Linked DNA regions of Mus musculus: region 1 is linked to region 2. Evidence: chromatin contacts called from public HiChIP or PLAC-seq data. All regions are on one chromosome and are shown on one strand. The core of a region is the stretch at or near the end of the contact, and the rest is flanking DNA. Distances in the headings are between cores, read along the strand shown.

Evidence for each region. HiChIP or PLAC-seq counts read pairs in DNA pulled down with a chosen protein or histone mark.
Region 1: an H3K4me3 HiChIP or PLAC-seq map of stem cell-derived neural progenitor cells shows a contact between it and region 2, with 2.4 times the contacts expected there. The contact joins the promoter of 2810013P06Rik here to the enhancer-like site in region 2. A contact is called at or near these places in 6 of 39 promoter capture datasets (cranial neural crest, fetal liver, hippocampal neurons and 3 more), 1 of 484 Hi-C or Micro-C datasets (embryonic stem cells) and 8 of 115 datasets of contacts at active chromatin or transcription factors (craniofacial prominence, embryonic forebrain, embryonic stem cells and 2 more).

Annotation. Positions count from the first base shown.
Region 1 is chr8:123,038,087-123,044,491 of GRCm38.p6, reverse strand. 2810013P06Rik (RIKEN cDNA 2810013P06 gene) reads right to left here and starts at 1,917. Exons shown (of 1, transcript NR_045268.1): 1 at 1-1,917. Ankrd11 (ankyrin repeat domain 11) reads left to right here and starts at 2,208. Exons shown (of 13, transcript NM_001081379.2): 1 at 2,208-2,543.
Region 2 is chr8:122,520,491-122,527,750 of GRCm38.p6, reverse strand. The region is part of intron 1 of Piezo1 (piezo-type mechanosensitive ion channel component 1); the gene reads left to right. Gm26497 (a small nuclear RNA gene) reads left to right here and starts at 7,077; the gene lies at 7,077-7,183. Within about 2 kb of position 3,635, at least 61 of the 459 cell types and tissues checked have an H3K27ac peak or open chromatin away from gene starts, as enhancers often do. A contact at or near this core is called in fetal liver and stem cell-derived neural progenitor cells, where this site is marked.

The DNA.
Region 1 (6,405 bases), core at 668-3,167, 520 kb before region 2:
GCTGGGAACTGAACTCAGGACTTCTGGAAGAGCAGCTAGCGCTCGAGCCATCTCTCCAGCCCTGGAGTCTATGATCCTTGAAACATTAAAGTTCGAAGGAGAGAACTAACTCCACAAAGAGGTCCTCTGCCTTCCCACACAATATACACACAGTACACTCCAGCAGACAGCTTTTCTTTATGTAGGCGCTCATGTATTTTACAGGTTTCACATCCTCTTCGTCCCATGTTGATGAAATTGACACCATCTGTTGTTCCTGTTTACCCAGGAAAATAACCAAAAGTTGAAGTGTCCATGGTTACAAGGACAGCTACTCATCACAAAGCTGGAATTTTGAACAGGGGCAGGGCAGTTTTTATCATACCATGTCCTCTAAACTCTGTATTTGCTTCAAATAGGGAAGAAAGGTCACCTCTAAGGTCCCATCACTCCGGGATGTGCAATCCCATGATTTCATAATCTGTGCTCTGTAAAGACTTTGTTTATACAGACAAACAAAACAAAACACCCAAACCCTCTACAGAACTATTTCCAGGAAGGCCAGGGCTCCACAGAGAAAACTTGTCTCAAACAAACAAACAAAACCCCAAAAGTCAAAAACAAAACAAAACAAAGAAGTATAAATATTGATTTTAGTCACTTAGCTTTTCTGGTTCACAAATACACAGATGCTCTTTAAATAGGACAAGGCTGGAAGTTTGACTACTTAAAACTTTTTTTTTGTAGATTTTTTTCTGTGCAGAAGCGTATTTTTTTTCTGTGTATATGTATGTGTACTAGTGCATGTTTGGGGAGCCCCTAGACAATGTTAGATCTTCTAGAACAGGAGTTACAGATGCCGGGAATCGAACCCAGATCCTCTGGAAGAGCAGCCAGTGAGTGCTTTTGACCGACAGGTCATCTCCCCAGGTCCCATTTACTTTAAAAGATTTATATGTAGTCTATATGTGTGAGTACTCTACTCGGGTGTGAGTTCCTGAAAAGTCAGAAGATGTCAAGTCCTCTGAAGGTGGCTGTGAAGCTGTCTGAGGTGGGTGCCGAGAAGGGCAGCACGTGCTCTTAGCCGCCGAGCCATCTCTCCAGCCCTGGTTACTTGTTATTTTATATTTTATTATATTATGAAATTGGCTTTCACTGTGTAGCCCTAGCTGGCCCGGAACTCAGAGATCCAGCCTGCCTCTGCCTAAGTACCGGGATAAAAAGCCTATACCAACATATCAGACTCGTCACAATTACTTTATGCATTTTTCTGAGACAAAGGTTTCATGGAACTCAAATCTTGAACTCGAAATGTTCACAACAATGTACTCTGAGCTCCGGATACGCCTGTCTCGGTCACTACAGCGCTGGGATTCGAATTTTTAGCTCGTTTGCAAACCAAATCACTACTAACGCAAACCATCATTAAACTTTTTCCGCGTTCTGTAAATTCAAACAATCAGGCACATGACGATGCGACTTTGCTGCCTAGCTCTGAGGTTCGTCAACCTTTTTTTTTGTTGTTGTTGTTGTTTCATGAACCATCGCGGTGAAGTTCTGGAGCCGGGGAAGGGAGGCGGCTGAAGCGCGCGCGGTGTCTAAGGAAACCTCCGGGCAGAGTCTGGAGCTCACCACATCCCGGTTGCTAACGTGGCTCACGGGACTCGGAGCGAAGCGCAGTCCAGGAACACCTCCAGGAAAGAGCCGGATCGCGGGTGGGGGCCGAGGCCGCCTTTCTCCTTCGCGGCCATCATCCCGGCTGCCTTTGCTCCTGCAAGAGCCTCCTGCCGGCTAGAGACACACATTCTCGAAGCTCACACAGGCTCACAGGCGACACACGACCTCGCGTCCGCAGCGCAAGGCCAGCCGGTACAAGCCGGCTCCCACCTTCTGGCTCCTTCGACAACAACCTTGTTTCCAGACCGCGGCCTCATCACTTCCGGCACCGAGTAGGGCCAATCGTCGTGTCCCGTGGCAGGGAGGTCAGCCAATCCAGCGGCTTTCTCCGCCTGGGTCTCCTACGCACGGATGCCAATCATTCCCGGACGTCTCCCTAGCGCCGCCCCGTGCCTGTTACGGAAGCCGTCGGGCCGTCTGAGCCCTTTCACCCCGGCATCGCATTTCCTCTCCGACGTGACGTAAGCGGCCCCTGCCGCTCTGCGGGGCGGGCCAATGGCGGTGGCGGATACGGCGAGCCAATGGGCGGGAGGCTCTCATGCGGCCGGCGCCCGCCGCAGCCACCGCTGGGTCCTGGAGCCAGAGGCCGCCCGCGACAGAGCGCGATGGACCGAGGGCCCCAGCCGGGGAGGCGCCGCGGCGGAGTCCGCGGCCAGACGCCCCCGCAGTAGCGTCCGCGCGAGCGCCGCGGCCCCGCGTGAGCTCCTGCACGCCGAGGGCGGGCTTGCATCCCGCCGGCCCCGCACTCGCCGCAGCCTCCAGCCCGCGCGCCGACGCCGCCTTCCCGCCCGGGCCGCGCGGCCCGGGAAACGCGGCCGCGGGCTGCATGGGCAGCGCCCGCGCCCCGCCGCCGTTCCGCCGCGGAGCCGCGTCGCCCTCGGAGCCGGGTGAGAGGCGCCGGGGACCTGGGGGGTGGTGGTCGGGGAGGGCGTCGGGCGTTCCTGCGGCCTTGCGGCCTGCAGGCCTCCTCCGCTGCCCGCCGCCGCGGGTGCCCCGGGGCGGGCCGTGCGCCGCGAGAGGCCGGTCGGTGGGCCGCGGGGGTCCTGCGAGCGACCATGAGGGGCCGAGGGCGGGCTCCGAGGCCGGCCTCGGGGCGTCCCGGGGGTCGGGCGGCCGAGAGAGGCTAAGGAAGGGCTCCGGGGTGGGCTGTGGCGGCCGTGAGGACCGAGGGCGGGCCTTGAGCGAGGGTCGATGGTGCGTTAGTGGGTCCCGGGACGCTGTGAGGACGACGGCGGGCTCCCGGGAGTCCCTGGGGTCCTCAGTGGCGCGGGGCGCCGACCTCTGACCCTCGGGAGGGGCTCCGTCGCCGGGCTGGTGGTAGTTGTTATTCCCAGCGTCCCTATTATTATCGTGTTTTGAAATGGGAGCAGGCGGCCCTCGGGCTGCGAGCCGAGCCGGAGGGGGCGGGCGAGCCGGGGACCTGGAGCTGCGGGGTGCGGAGGCGCGCAGGCCCGAGTGGGGGCAGGAATGCGGGGCGGCGGGGGGCGTCTGGGGGAGGGGAAGGCGGGACTCGGGGGGGAGAGTGGGAGGAAAGCGGTGTAGGCGACGGCTGCAGGAGCAGCCTTTGGCCTCAAGGAACAATGTGAGACGTTGCCTGAAATGTTAATTTCCGTTCCTCATTTCATCATCCCCTGGCAAGGCGGTAGCTGCGAGAGTGTGTGTGCGTGTGTGTGTGTGTGTGTGTGCGTGTGTGTGTGTGCGCGCGCGCGCCCGTGTGTGTGTGTACGTGTGTGCAGGGTTGGCCCTGCCACATGGATCTAGCCCCTTCACAGACGGATGTGCGGTTCAGTTCCTATGTATGTGGCTTGGTGTGGAGTCTCATTTTTTTTCTCAAGGCCTTGTCTTTACCTGGTGCTCCTGTAGGTTTTTCTGTTTTTGTTATGTTTCTGGAAAGCTCGTCTGGGGTTTGGAAGACTGGTGAAGGTTAAGCTGGTTCACAGGAAGGCTGTATGCTCCGAAATCTAGTTACATGTGTATAGTTCTCATGTTTCACAGTGGTTTCTGCAGTCGTGAGAAGTTTTACACCCACTTGAGAAAACTGGGCAGTTTTACAAATTTTCCGGTAGAAAAATTTGGTTTTTGTACCTATTTGGTGAGTTTTCTGTGGTCCTTTGAACACTTTCCATTCAACACGTTCTTCCATTCAACTACTGAATAGAAGTGCACATTTGTACGTAAAATTTTACTTAGGCTGTTGGGTTGCCTATGAGGGATAAGGAGACTTAACTCAGCAAAGACTGTAGGTGATAATGGGTTGTGGAGAAAGCTATGGAAACAGTTACTGTGTTTTGCTGTGTGCAGTCCTAGTCAGTGGTATAATTTGGGTAGTTCCATGGTAGAGTCTCGGAGAATGGTACTTGTTGCCCTGAGACCTTTATTTCTTTTTGGAGCACTAGCTGCTCTGAAGACTAGAGTTCTGTCTGTGTCTTTTGAAATGATTGCACAAATACTCCAATGTCACTTTGCAGCTATACCTAAAACAAAAATGCCTTGCTTAACTTTGATTGTGACCCTTGGATTGGATCTCCATATAGCTGGTGTTTCCTCCCCCACACTCCATTCAGCTGTTGTTCTCCTTTCTGTAGTTTCACGCTTAAGAGCAGGATCTCCCGTGATAGGCTGGCCATCCTGAATGGAATGGGATGGGAGGGAACAAAGGCCAAGTTGCTATGACATTTTTCTCTTCTTTGTGCTTGCCTCGTGCATTCCTTGAAAAGCAACCCAAAAGATACCGCTAAATTTGACCTTAGCTTGATTCTTTTAGGAGTGTTTCTTTTTCTTGTCTTCCCTTTGTCCTCCTGTGGTAAACAATACACAGCAAAATTTGCCAGAAGTTCCCTTAAAGTGTCACCTAGTTTAGAATTCCTCTCTGACCAGTCTAACTTTCTACCAGCCTTTGAACCTGCATGTTTCTGTGAGATGCTTTTCTCTAGGTTAGCCATGTCAGTCCTGCTGCTCTGTCAGTCTTTCATCTCACTAAACCAGATGGGCTGCTGATGACTAGTGCCTGTCATATTAGCTATAATGCAGTGTTGGGTCAGTGACAAGAAGAACTTTCTACAAGTAGAGTTGAACTATGCTGCATGTATGTAAGAACATTTTTTTCTAGAAGCTTTGTGTGTGTGTGTGTGTGCCTTGGATACCTAAGTTCATCACATATAAGAGGAGGGTTGTTTTGCATATTGGCAGTGAGCCCACCATCAATTAAATGCCATAATTAGAAAGCATCAGTAAACGCTGGTTCAGAGAATAATCTGCATTTGTTGCCAAAATAAGTGTTTTGATCTGTCCATTACCCCATGTAAGTCCCTTCATCCCTCACATGGCAAGTGTAATGGGTGAGCTCCTCGTAATAGCGAGACACTTGCTAGTTAATAGGTGACAGTGATGATGCGTGGCGTGTCCACCCGCACACTGGGCCGCTTAGTACTGCTGCTTAGGCGGTGCTCGGAGACGGAGCATGGCACTGGTGATAACTTTAAACAAAAATCGAATGAACTCACATCACTAGGAGTTATTGTCTTGAAATGTTTTCAGTTTGTGTTCTCATTTGAATTTCAAATGGAATTTCTGTCCAATTCAGCTTTTTCAGTTTTGTCTTAAAGCTATATGAAAGAGAGTGTCAGTCCTCAGCTCCGGAACTCAGGCAGTTGGATAATTGGCATGGAAAATCTTTTAGGCTTAGAAAATGATCCACTTTAATGACTACTTCATTAATTCCTATAGATATTTTTATTAAGTGGCTTGTTTGTTTGGTAGATATTTGTGGTACCTCTTACGCTAGACTGAAATTCAGCTTTGTATTTAAATACAAAGCTGTTTTTGCTATTCTGTATTTTTAAATTATTATTTATCCTGTTCATTTTTTTCTTGTAGTTCATTTTTAAACACACCCAAACCATCTTTTTTTGACAGTCTCAAGTGGCCCATGCTGGCCTTGAACTTCTATTTAGCAGACTATAACCTTGAAATTCTAGTCTTCCTCTCATCATCACCAATGCTAGGATGTTGCAGGTATGCACTACCACCCAGGTTTCCTGAACACCAGCGCCCTCAAACAATAAAAAATATGATAGAACTACAAATACTGTTTTTATGATAAGCATCAAATTTACTATTGTGAGCTGGTGAATTCTTACAATACTAGTGCTTGAGGGGTTGGGTCAGGAGAAGGAGTTCAAGGTCATGGTTGTCTACATAGCAGTTATAGGCTGTTGTGAACTCAAGATTCTGTCTCAGAAAACCAAAACTAGGGCTTGTGAAATGGCTCATCCTGTAGTCATTTGCTCTCTCGTGCTGCCAAGCCTGATGACCTGACTTTGATCCCTAAGTCCTACACGGTAACAAGAACTGATTCCCTCAAGTTGTCCTTTGACTTTTGCATGCTTTGAATGGCACAGAGCCACAAGATAGATATGTAAATGTTCAAGGGAAAAAAAGCCCACAACCAACAAACCCAAGCCTTTAACAACCACCTCACAAACAAACAAACAAACAAACCCAGCAACAGCAAAAAAACAGACAACCTGATTCTGTGACAAACTTCTGTTGAGATGATTCTTTTTTAAAAAAAAAATAGTATTTATTTATTTATTTATTTATTTAATGTATAGGAGTACATCATAGTTGTCTTCAGACACACACCAGAAGAGGGCATCAGATCCCATTACAGATGGTTTTGTGGTTGCTGGGAATTGAACTCAGGACCTCTGGAAGAGCAGTCAGTGCTCTTAACCGCCATCTCTCCAG
Region 2 (7,260 bases), core at 2,386-4,885:
TGCTGGGATTAAAGGCATGCGCCACCACACCTGGCTGCCCTTGTTCCTTATTACTGTGTAACCACAGGACCCATTGGGCATCTCCTGTTGTTGGGCCTCACTTTTTGCAAATTCTGTGTGTGAGAACCTCTGGTCTTGTTCCTCTGCTCTGAGGTCATGGTAATTGCCTTTCTACTAAACTGCACAGACTGTTTTTGTTGTCTTTATTCCTGAACAACTCAGTCTAATGACTGTTTGTGGTACATGTATGTCGTGTTAGGTATTGTGAGTAATCTAGAGTACTGGAGAAGGGAAGATGGCCGTAGGCTCTGGGCAAAGCACTTTATTAAAGGGGCATGAACGGCATGCTCCCTGCATTCAAGGGTCCCAGAACCAGTCTATCCTGGGTATCGAGGTTACCTGTATTGTTTTTGTTTGTTTGGGGACTGGGTCTCACTTTGTATCCCAAGCTTGCTTGGCACTTTCCATGTAGACTAGGCTAGCCTTAAACTCACAACAATCCTCCTGCCTCAACTTCCCTAGTGCCAACATGACAGGTGCGCACAGCCACACCTGACCTGTATTTGTGGCAGATCTGGATCTCATACTGACCTATTTGTGGTCTAGTGTTCTTCCTGCCATTGTGGGCAAGCTCCCTCTGGGCTGCAGGTATCCGGGGTTAGAGCTGTAGACATTCTTTTGTGACTTCCACAGCCTGGGCCAGGGCAGTGCCAGTGGGCCAGTGCCCTCTCTGGAGGAAAGGGAGCCGCTGCTCTTGTCTGAGGCCAGAGCAGTCTCACTAGTGCAGTTCTGAGAGACACTGTTGAGTGTCAGTCTCAGGGAGGTTTCCGCTGTGAGAATTGTGGGGCCCAGACTTGTGCCACAGCCTCAGAATATGAGCGTGGAGCTGTGGTGACAGAGGAACTAGTCTGGCTCAGAGAGGTCCAGGGGGGTGGGCCAGGCACTGCAGAGTGTAGTCTAGGTTTCCGAAGCCTCTCCACCCTCTTCAGGTACCCTGCTTAGCTGGCAGTGAGGAATCCTGCCTTCTGGCAGCTTGGAATTCTGGGGGCAGTGCCTTCAGGTCAGGAGCTGGGTTGTTTACGCAGAGCAGAGCGAAAGGCCAGCCCTTCCATGCTAATCAGTGTGGTTCAAGAGGCTTCTGGAATGTGCTGTCCACTCTGTAGGGAAATTGCCTGTGGTAACCTATTCCTTTCTCAGCAAGTGACTGGGGTTGCTCAGTGCTTTGTCCAGGGGATGCTCCCCACCCCACTTGTCTTGTTAGAGCACCCCCATCCTTTGAGAGAAGAGGTAAGGCCAGAGATGTCTTTCCCAGGTTTATAGAGACTCAGGGGCTCACCCTGAGTTTGGAGCCTGGCCGGCTCACTAAGGAGCCTCTTACATGCTCAGACTGGCAGTCACAAAGCCCCTGAGGGACCTGGAACCCAACTATGTCATCTCTGAACATTCAAGAGCTACCGTGCTGGCTTCATCCTGTTGGCTGCAATTTACCAGCTGGGCACTGGGCAGGTTTGAATCATAACGTGGAACTCTGGGTGACATCAGGTCCCACACCCATACTCAGGTCCTGGGGCAGGGTCTATGGCCACCCTGCTTCAGTTTGCCTCTTCCATGGCAACCTCTGAGGTACTCTCAGATGGCTCTAGTGGGAGAATTGCAATTGACCACTGACCACAGTCACCTGGGAGCGGTGTGAACGTCCCGCACTGGGATGTCTGTAGTGGGGTCTCAGGGTCTCTGTGCTCCTAGGAAAGAGCCCAAGGCATATGTGTGCTTGTTGCTAGTGGATCAAGAAACTGATCATGCCCTGGCCCGGTTCTTTTGTTTGGCTTGTTTGGTTTTTGTTTTGTTTTGTTTTTCTCCAGACAGATGTAGTGTCTAGAGGAGTAGGTGAAGCTGTGGAGGGGCCGTGCCCACAGTGCCTCAGTTTCCCTCATCTGACAGATGGCAGGCATTGGGTAGGGAAAGGGAGGCTCTACCTAGGAAAGCCTTCCGTGGTTTGCTAGGCCGTTGCTTCTCCTCCCTGTGTAAGCCACGTGGTGGCTTCACAGCTCAGCCCGTGCCCTTCACAGCTCAGCTGGGAGACCTGGATACACAATTTACTCCAGTTAGTGGGAGCTCTTGAGTAGCTACGATCTGGGGAGAGGTAACATGTGGTCAGGGAAGTGGACAGGACTGACCCTGGTGGAGGCTCTGCGAGCGGCTCACCAGACTTGCTCCAGGCTCTGGAGAGCTCACGGTGTATTAAGGGAAGAACTCCCAGTCCGAGGCTAAATTTGTCAGTGGTACACAGTATACAGGGCCAGGACCAGCCCCTTCTTCAGCTTCCTGCTGAGGGCGAAGACCCTCTGAGCTCCAAGTGGTCTGTGAGGAGGGTGTCACCTTCAGGAGGGACAGTTCTGCGGGCCAACTCCCTCCCAAATGGGATAGGGACTATTTTCTGCACCCATGTACTTCCCAGGGCCCTGCCCATGTGCTACCCGGCCTGTTTACCTGTGACAGCCAGTAGAGATGGCTGCAGATAGGTCTGGCTTCCTCCCTCCAGGGAGGAGTGGGTGGGGATGGCTGATACGGAATGGGGCCCACCCTGTACCCTGAGTTCTCTCCTCTTTTGTTGATAGTTGTCGCCTGTGGGTAGGTCAGCTTTGGGTGGCTTCAGTCTCATACCTCCAAGCGACTCGCATAGAGTACAGACTGTGCCTCTGTGTGATAGGCATTGTGGGTTGTTTAGGGGGGGAGACTGTGAGCAGGGTCCCCAGTTAGTTAGCTGACTGACTAACTGGGACCAACGCAGCATCTGCTGGGAAGAGGACCTGTCACGGTCGGATTGAGTTTCTCCTCGTGTCTTCTCTGTCTCTGGTCTCTGGGCTGTCCTGAGAAGTTTGGGGTGGGAGGCAAGCATCCCTCTGCCAGCTTGTCTCTGGTGCCAGCAGTAGCTGTATCATCCATCCTTGATCTCTTTGCCTGATGCAGCCCTGGTTGAGAGCCAGGGCTCAGCACCAAGCCATTTCCTGCTGGTCTTCTGGGCATTCACTGCCTTCAGCACCTCTGACCTGCTCTGCTAGGAGTGGATACTGTGGAGTTGCTCCAAGTTAGGGAGAAGCCGAGAGCCGAGGAACCACAGTGCCTTGCGGGCCATGTCCAGCTCGCTGGGCAGTGGGCATCCCTCCCTCCCACCTCCTCCGGGCGTCCATATTCAGCCTTACCTCCTGTTTGTTACCTGTATAACCTACCTCATCTCAGCCTGTCCCCTCTTGCTCTGCGACTTCCTCAAAGTATGACAAGGTCACTGTGGGCTGAGGGAAACATAAAAGTTGACTAGCTGTTCAGATGGGAGTATGTGACTATGTGTCCATGGGTTCTCTTACTGGTATTATGGCTACCAGGCCACCCTCGGTGTTGAGAGAGAGAGCCAGAATGACTCGACCCACCCCATGCAGGTCAGCTGAGCCGTGAAACCACGGTTCCCAGACGCGTCGCACTAATTAAACCCCCAACACTATGGTAATTAAATGCTCCAAGTGCTCCCAGAGCCCAGGCAGTTTGGCCGGGCTCCAAGTAGGTAAAATGAAGTCCCTGTGCCTCTCCCAACCCCGGCTGCTTCAGGCTGAGGCAGCTCCCGACTCGACCCCTCTCCTCGATCAGCCAGGACTGGTCCACACGCCCTCCTGACTGCTCTTGTCTGTCTCCCACAAGGGGCATCACTTTCTTCTCTAACAGAAGGAAACAGATCCGATTAGAGCTCTGTATCCACAATGTGCTTTGAAACTGTCCCTGCGCTTCACGTCGGCTTTGGAGCCTGAAGAGGTGGGCGTCCGTCAGCTAGGCATCCTCAACCCCCTTGCCTTTCCTGTCTCCAGCAGATCAGGAATAACTCGGAGAAGGGGCCAGCCAGATTGGATGTATCTGAACAGACGGTGGCTAGCGCTGAAATTACCATGACTTCGCATGGCTGCCAGGCTCAGTGTCTCCCTGGGGCTGTAGAAGTGACAAGTGAGGACAGCTTCAAAGGAGCAAAATGCACCTTAGGCTTGACTGACCCTCTTTCCTGCTGGCTGCACCTGGGCCTGATCAAAGGTGCTAAGATATCCAGCCACACTGCCCAGGCTAACCCAGTCTAGGAGCCTTAGTCCCAAGCTTTAGGAACAAGTCCGGGCAGCTGGCTTCCTCATGTGCCCTCAGCTGACTGTACCAACCCTCCTCTTCCAGGAAGGGGGATTGGCCAGAGCCTTCTGGGCCTGGTTTGGCTTAAGTTTTTGCTTTCAGCCTTCCTGGGGGGTGGCAGGTGTGGCCACTAGGCTTCATTGACTCCGGACTCCCAGCGCGCAGCTTCTAGCTGCTGCTGGAATTCTCCTCCTTCCTCTTCCTCCTCTGCCTGGCCCCACCCACTGGCCGAAATCTCACCCAGAAGTGTTTATAGTTGCAGCCCAGGCCAAATAAGGCAGGCAGGAGACCCGGAATCCCAACGGGTGGCAGGGAGCAGCTAGGGTGTGGGTCAGGACCCCACCCCCCAGTCCTGCAGCTGTCCTGCTCAGCAGCAGTTATCTGGTCCCCTCCTTTGTACTTCATGCAGCCATCTGGGGATGGCAGAGGGCAGGATCTAGCAGGGCGCTTCCCTAGAGCTGAAGATCCGGGTTTAGTGTGGTTGATATACTTAGGTATTTTGTGGTCGTTGATCCTAGAATTTCATACATGTTAGGCAAGTGGTCTATCACAGAGGCACTAGGTCACACCTCCTGTCAGGTCTTGTGTGACCTCCGCTGTCCTTGAATTCCCTAGGCAGCTGAGGGTGACCTCACCTGATTCTCCGCCCACCAGCTCCTCCGGCCTTGGCCTCCCAAGTGCTTCCAGGGTAAGCGTGCACTGCCACACCTGGCCTCTAGCCATTTTTATTTTTTATTTTGAGACAACAAGGTCTTGCTGAGTATCCCAGGCCAGGCTGGAACTTGGGATCCTCCTGCCTCAGCATCCTGTGTAGCTGAGATCCCAGGCCTGAGGCACCAGGCCCAACTAGGTGTCTAATCTGGTAACCTCTGTATGCTCTGGGAGGAAGATAGCTTGTGGCCCTCCCTGCCCTTCACTTCTGTGATTGTGGTAATGTGTGGCAGCATTCTTCTTATGAGAAAGGAGATGTCAAGTTTAAACTCTTTGTTGTTTTGTTTTGAGTTTTGAGACAGGGTTTCTCTGTGTAGCCCTGGCTGTCCTGGAACTCACTCTGTAGACCAGGCTGGGCTCAAGCTCAGAAATCTGCTTGCCTCTGCCTCCCGAGTGCTGGGATTAAAGGCGTACGCCACCACAGCCCTCCTTAGCTATGGTTTTTATTGCTGCCACAAAACACCATGGCCATAAAGCAAGCTGGGGAGGAAAGGGTTTATTCAGCTTTCACTGGAGAAGCTCCAAGCAGGACAGGAACCTGGAGCAGGACCTGATGCAGAGGCCATGGAGGGTGCTGCTTACTGGCTTGCTCCCCATGGCTTGCTCAGCCTGCTTTTTTATAGAACCCAGGACCACCAGCCCAGGGATGGCCTCACTCACAATGGGCTGGGCCCTCCTCCATCAATCAATGATTTAGAAAATCCCCTGCAACTATATCTCATGGAGATATTTCTTCAACTGAGGCTCCTTCTGCTCTGATGACTCTTGTGTCAAGTTGACACACCAAACAAGCCATTTCAGAGAGGTATTCGTAAGATGACTCTGGGCCCCCTCATACAGAGATCATGTGGACCCTCAGAGCCTTCCTATCTCTTTACAAAGATCAGATATATGGGCAGGTTCTTGGTTATGTTTGTTTATTTTCAATAAAAGTTCTTATTGGGCTGAAGACATGGCTCAGTAGTTAAGAGCACTGACTGCTCTTCTGAAGGTCCTGAGTTCAAATCCCAGCAACTACATGGTGGTTCACAACCACCCATAATGAGTTCTGATATCCTCTTCTGGTACATCTGAAGTTAGCTACAGTGTACTTATGTATAATAATAAATAAATCTTTGGGCCGGAGCAAGCAAGCAGGGATTGAGTGAATAAAGTTGACTGGAGTGAGCAGAGGTCCTTAAAAAAAAAAAAGAAAAAAGAAAAATCAATAGCCGGGCGTGGTGGTGCACGCCTTTAATCCCAGCACTCAGGAGGCAGAGGCAGGAGAATTTCTGAGTTCAAGGCCACCCTGGTCTACAAAGTGAGTTCCAGGACAGCCAGGACTATACAGAGAAACCCTGTCTCAAAAAAAAAAAAAAAAAAAAAAAATCAATTCTCAACAACCACATGAAGACTCACAACCATCTATTCAGCTACAGTGTGCTCACATATATAAAATAAATAAATAAATCTTTAAAAAATTTTATTTATCTATTTAATTGCATTGATATTTTGCCTGGGTGTATGTCTATGTGAGGATGTTAGGTCCCCTGGAACTGGAAGGACAGAAAGTAGTAAGCTGCCATGTGGTTGCTGGGAATTGAACTCTGGTCCTCTGGAAGAGCAACCAGTGTTCTAACCACTGAGCCACCTCTTCAGCCCCGCGTCTCTCTCTTTTGTTCAGAAGTATGTGTCACCTCTCAGGTGCTGTATCTAGTGTGCCTGCAGGAGCTCCACAGATAGGGACAGTGGGACTCTTGAGGTACAGCTGAGCAATCTGAGGGAGATGGGGCTTGTCTGTGGTTGCCAATCAGTCAGGAGGAATCTGGGTATCTTGCAGGATCAGTGTTGCAGGGCATGTCCCAGCATCTGTGGGGTCCCTGGTGCTATACTCCCCGTGGACTCATACTGGTGGACACAAAGACTCTTGCTGACATTGTTACTCTGGTTGCCAGGCTACTCGCCTCTTGCAGGTCCAGGACACTGGTCCGGTGGCAGTGAGCTGCTTGTTTTCTGAATGCTGTCCCCTGCAAAGGCTGGAGGAAAACCAGTCACGAAGGAGATAGGCCGCAGGAGAGACAGAGGCCAGGGTACTGACCCAGCCAAGGGTGAGCCACAGATAGCGCATTGGCTTGTAGAAGAGCAACAGGAAGCCCGCCAGGCTGGGTGGTCCCATGGGGGCCTACAGTAAAGATCTTAAATGGTAGGCAAGAAATCAGGCCCGCGTGCTCGCTTCGGCAGCATATATACTAAAAGTGGAATGATACAGAGAAGATTAGCATGGCCCCTGCGCAAGGATAATACCCAAATTCGCGAGGCATTCCATATTTTAAAAAAAAAAAAAAAGAAAAGAAAAAAGAAATCAGGCCCCCACCCGTCCTGAAGCTGTGGACACCACTGTCCCTTGAC